Linked DNA regions of Mus musculus: region 1 is linked to region 2. Evidence: chromatin contacts called from public HiChIP or PLAC-seq data. All regions are on one chromosome and are shown on one strand. Each heading gives the region's core, a stretch centred on a gene start, on an enhancer-like site or on the middle of the called end of the contact. The rest is flanking DNA. Distances are from core to core; before and after follow the strand shown.

Region 1 (2,700 bases), core at 167-2,666, 1.4 Mb before region 2:
CCTTGTGCACCACTGTTAGATTAGACTTCTGAATGTGTCCCATTGTATGATGTTTCTGCTGACTTAATAGTTTCTTTATCTTTCGGCTGACTTCATAGATGCCCTCATCTTCCTTTTCCCTCGTGTAAATCATGTACAAGATGGTATTCTTAAGAATCTTACTTAGCCAGCGCTTGGGAGGCAGAGGCAGGCGGATTTCTGAGTTCAAGGCCAGCCTGGTCTACAAAGTGAGTTCCAGGACAGCCAGGCCTATACAGAGAAAAAAAAAAGCCTAAGAAGGTGTCCTAAGGGAAGCACACCCTCCTGCTAAGCCTTCAACCAATGGAAGAAGTAGGCAAAGTGATTCCTAGATCCAGGAAGGAAATTCATATAAAACCTGCTACAACTGTAGTCCAAGGTGGCATGGTCCATCCCAATTTAGAACCCAAACCTTGCAGGATCACCCAAGTTCTGGAAACAAGATGTAAGGTCCTAGATTCTTCCCCTGTGGTTTCAGTTCATCACTGTTTCAGCCATCTATGTTTAGCAGAGTCAAAGTCCCAGTGAGGGAGGATGCTGTGAGAGTGCGTTGTATGAATCTGTGAGGATAAAGCCTGAGTTGCATTCTGACACCAGGACATATTGAGATACCTAAGCTAGGAGACACCTGCCATGGAGAGCGGCATAGAGAGAGTGCAAGTAACTAAACTGAGAGATGTATGAGAAGTTTCAGGGATAGGGCCATCTAAGCCTTTTGAGACTGAGTCCCCTTGTGTCTGAGACAGAGCTACAGGATGTGGTGTGTGTCCTGCTGGGTTTTCTGCCTTGGTCCAGTCTTCCCACACTATGTACACATTCCTCTCTATTGGATGGGAGGGGGCATTCTGTGCCTTTGTATGTTGGGAAGATATAACTTACGTTTTGATTTTTTACAAGATGTGGCAATCAAGAGTGTCAGAAGAGACTTTGGACATCTGAACAGTGTATGGGTTGCTGCAGACTCTTAAGATCATTGAAGTTAAACGAAATACATTTTCATCATGGATGGCCATGAGCCTATAGTGACCAGGGTTAGAATGTAGCTGATTGAGTCAGAGAGCTCCCAGATATAATGTTGTCTATGAACACTTGTCTCTTTTTTTTGTGGCTTTCTTTGAGGAGCTTATAATGTTAGGGTCCAAGAATCACTGAAGGAAGACCCCAGACTCAAATAGTATGCAAAAGCAAAGAGCATTTTATTCTGCAGAATTCTATCATGCAGGATGGGGACAGACTTGTGAGCTTTGCAAGCTCCATTTAAACCCGATTAGGGGAATTCCAGGGAGGAGTAGGTGACTTTTATCCCGATTGTTTGACTCAATCCCCAGGGGGTGTGTGTGTCTTTGGGATTGGTCAAGGTTCTAGAGAATTTAGGGGATGTTCTGGAACCATTGCTCGTTAACTATTCTTGGCTCAGGCTTGGCTCATGCCTGATGGCAGGGGCAGCTCCTGGCTGCTCATGATTGGGGGAGGGGTCGTTTTCCTGGAATTGACTTGTTTGGACTTTTCCAGTTCTGGGAAGCAGAAACTTAGGCCTAGTCTCCCAAATTGTCAGTTTGCAGCCTGTCATGGAGTCAGCCTGGCTCTGGCCAATACAGTCTTTTCATTAGAAGCTTTCCTAGGAGCCAGGTGTGGTGGCGCACGCCTTTAATCCCAGCACTTGGGAGGCAGAGGCAGGCGGATTTCTGAGTTCGAGGCCAGCCTGGTCTACAAAGTGAGTTCCAGGACAGCCAGAGGTACGCAGAGAAACCAAAAAAAAAAAAAAAAAAAAAAAAAGAAGCTTTCCTAGGAGGGACCTTTGTAGATTCTTTATTGGGGATGAGATTTGAGTGTCTATAGTTTCAACCCATTTCCTGGTGTGTGTGTGTGTGTGTATGCGCGTGCATGTGCGTCCGTACTGTGTTGTGGTTGAACCTGATCAGTCAGCTTCATTCTCATGTTGTCTTGCTTTTACCATTATAGACTCTATCCCTAAATTTACATGAGATGCAGTTGAAGCAGTTGTTATTCAATGCTAAACTATTTTGTGAACCTGGTGTTTTTATATTTTTAATTTTGTTGTTTTGGCTTTGGTTTTTAAAGACAAAGTTTCTCTATGTAGCCCTGGCTGTCCTGAAAGTAGATGTGTAGAACAATCAAGGCTCAAACTTAAAGGTCCACCTGACTCTGGCTCCTAAGTGCTGGGATTAAATGTGGGCCAACATGCCTGGCTTTTTCTTTCTTTGTTTGTTTTTATATCATTAACTGATGGGCTTGCAATGTAGATTTTGGTACATGTCAAGCATGTGCTGTTGTGTTGATCTTCATGCACGTTGTGAATTTTGACATTTGGCAGAGAGAATTTTCTGTTTCTCAGGATGGGGAGTATTCATGACATTGATACTGCCTGAGCTTTACTGCCTGAGCTTTCTGAGTCATTGGATTGCAGGTGCATAGCATTCTTCCTACCTGTTGTGGTTGTTTTGATTTTTTTGAATGAATGAGTATTTTGCCTGTGTGCATGAATATGCACATTATGTATACCTGGTCCCCATAATAGTCAGAAAATGGCTTCAGAATTTCTGAACTTGGATAGTTGTGAAGCCCTGGCACACAAGTACTGGTAATTGAGTTCAGTTATTTGCAAGACCAGTAAGAGCTCTTCACTGGTGAGCCATCTCTTCTCCCATATATTGCTGATTT
Region 2 (2,700 bases), core at 19-2,518:
CTTTCCACTCTGGCCTCTCCACTCACATTCCATTCCCATCTCACCCACAAGTGGGGCTGGGATCAGGCCCATGGCTGGCAGGAACTGGACAAGACCTGTCAATGTCCCAAAGAAGTGTCCAACCTGTGAACTGGAAGGAACTCTGAATTCTTATTGTCCCCTGACCTGGAAGAATGAAGTCTCAGGGTCCCAGATGGTTCTGTAAGACAATTGTTGATCCTAAACCCATTCTTAAGACCTTTGGGGATAAGAGGAGTAAAACACAGCTTCACTTTGCGCAGCCCCAAAGCAAACTGCCCACTGTGCTGGGGCCTATGGAGACAGCAGACCAGACTAGCTGGCCTTCTAGCCATAATGAAAAGAACTACCTCCATCATGGGAGAGCACCCGGAATACAGGAGCCCACAGAAGACAGCAAGACCGTTACACAAAACTACTTACTCTTAAACACAATGTGAGAAACTCATTGCTCACTACAAGATGTGGATCTGAGGGTTCTGACCAGCCTTACAGAATTTAGGGGCACGCCTCAAGTCTGAGATCTCTGGTTACTTAAGCTAATGTTAAAGGGACATTTAGCTCTAAGCTATTCTTACAAGGCAAGTCTCATGTCCTGCAGAGGTACGTGGGGGCCAAGTACCTCACCAGGATTACAGGGGGTCAGTACTAAGGAGGGGAGGGAAGGAAGGGGGATGAAGCTGAGGGCAATCTAGAATCCCTGCTGCAAGGGAGGAACACACCTATTTTGATGCCGACAGGCTGTGCACAACACAGGTGTGTGTTCACTCACAAGTATGTACACATACAACAGTAGCCTTGCGCATGCACTGCCCTCGGGAACATGGAACAGGGCCTGAGCTTCAGCTTACTCCAGCCAGAACAGTCTCCATGATGGTGGAAAGAAGATAACCAGCATCTGGGGAGGCGGAGTCAGCTGTATTTGACCCCAGAATCTCATGATTTCACGCAGTTCCTCTGGGGCCTCACACTCAAGTAACCTGCCTCAGCCACTCCTGTCTCCACCTCCTCTTCCTCATAACAAGACAGAAGCGGCTGCACCTGGAGCACCCACCCCTCTGTAAAGGGGAGTTTATCTCATGCCCACATAACCGTAATTACTTGTGAGCCTCTGATTATAGTACAACTTGCTGGATTAGCTCACCGGATTAGCAGCTCAGGTAACATTCATTTGACTGGGAAAACCCATGACTCAGCTATCTTTTGGGTAAATAATTTAACAGTGAGCCCAGCGGAGTATTCTCCACAGATCAGCCTCAGAGGTGCCTGCCAACCAGCTCTCTGTCTGTTAAGCCAGAGTGATTGGAGGATCAGCCCACCAGCAAACTGCTGCCCCTGGATATTGCAAAGCCTTCAGAGCCGGCCAGGTGCCCCAGGTAAGAACTGTCCCTTGTACCCATACAACAGGACCCAGAAAAGGTGGCTTAATGGGCAGAAATAGGAACCTAGATTGCCATTTCTCTGGGGATTGTTCAGATACAAGGCAGGTGATACTTATAGTCCTTCCTCCACACATCTGAGCCCCTAGACACTTGGGGTGAGCCTCAGAGTGTTCAATGACCCTTATGTATCATTGTTTTTATAATGTTACTCAAGAGCTAGAATGCCTGCTAGACAACCACCCTACCAGGGAAGCTGCTATCCCAGTACCCAGGCCAAGCACAATTGGCTCCAACAGTCACCACCATGTCCTGGGTTGCAAGAGAACAGAGAGTGTTTGATTAATATTACAAACAAGCACTTTGGAACCTGTAAACAGGACCAAGGCCATCACGTGGTCAGCACAGCCTGAGAATTTTTCAGTACCACAGCAAGGTCAGAAGGGGCTAGGACAGCCAGGCCAAAGGTGGACATCTGTGAAGCAGTGTGCTTGTTCGGTGTACTTGAGCCTCTGAGAAGAGATTCAGCACTTGGCATAATGGGCACACTGGTTCCACAGCACACTAGTGCCTGGTGAGACACATTCTAAACTCATGAAGAAGGCTATCAGAGACCAAGGGCCCTAGCACACACAATATACAAGGTCTTCTGCCAACCTCCAGGTCCATGGTGTTCACAGGAGAACAGGTGATGGCTTGTGAGAACTCATGTAGAAGTTGGGTGTCTGGCAGAGACCCTTGCCAGACTGGGTGGGTGGGTGGGTGGGTGGGTGGGTGGGAAGAGGTTGGAGTTCAAGTTCAAGATGCATCTGCCTCTACTGTCATTGTGGCTTGGGCATATGTGGGCTGGTGGAGGCCTAGTCTAGCCCTTGTAGGTGATCTTCAGAATGCTTTAGACAGCAGACTTCACATAGGGGCTGAGTTAAGTAGACCACAGAGCACTGCTGGGGTTGAAGCTAGGTCAAATGTCTCCCTGAGGCATGCTGCTGCCATAAACACCTCTCACAATAAAACTAGCATCTTGGAGCTCAAGGCCTTATATTCACCCACACAGAAGTACAACCTCACGTCAGTAGGACAGGCTCTGATATCTGATGTCTGTGTTTGGGTGGACAAAAACTCACTGTGAAGCTGGCTCCTGGGCTCTGAGGGCCTAGACACCTAACCATGCCCATTCCCCCTTGCAGATAAGCCAAAGAGCCTGGTGTGACAGGATGGATGCTTCTCCTGAGCCCCAACAGAAGGGTGGGACACTGGTACTGGTCCGACGGCAGCCCCCTGTGTCCCAGGGCTTGCTGGAAAC

The links. HiChIP or PLAC-seq counts read pairs in DNA pulled down with a chosen protein or histone mark.
Region 1: a contact with region 2 is called in an H3K27ac HiChIP or PLAC-seq map of embryonic stem cells, with 4 times the contacts expected there. The contact joins the enhancer-like site here to the promoter of Slc26a1 in region 2. A contact is called at or near these places in 5 of 39 promoter capture datasets (cranial neural crest, hippocampal neurons, liver and 1 more), 1 of 484 Hi-C or Micro-C datasets (frontal cortex) and 2 of 115 datasets of contacts at active chromatin or transcription factors (both in embryonic stem cells).

What each region holds. Positions count from the first base shown.
Region 1 is chr5:110,081,902-110,084,601 of GRCm38.p6, reverse strand. The region is part of intron 2 of Gm35315 (zinc finger protein 431-like); the gene reads left to right. Among named protein-coding and RNA genes, the nearest start is that of Gm35315, 12 kb to the left of the region's middle. Within about 2 kb of position 1,416, at least 4 of the 459 cell types and tissues checked have an H3K27ac peak or open chromatin away from gene starts, as enhancers often do. A contact at or near this core is called in embryonic stem cells, where this site is marked.
Region 2 is chr5:108,673,933-108,676,632 of GRCm38.p6, reverse strand. Slc26a1 (solute carrier family 26 (sulfate transporter), member 1) reads left to right here and starts at 1,268. Exons shown (of 3, transcript NM_174870.4): 1 at 1,268-1,394; 2 at 2,585-2,700. The coding sequence starts at 2,612. The region is part of intron 3 of Idua (iduronidase, alpha-L); the gene reads right to left.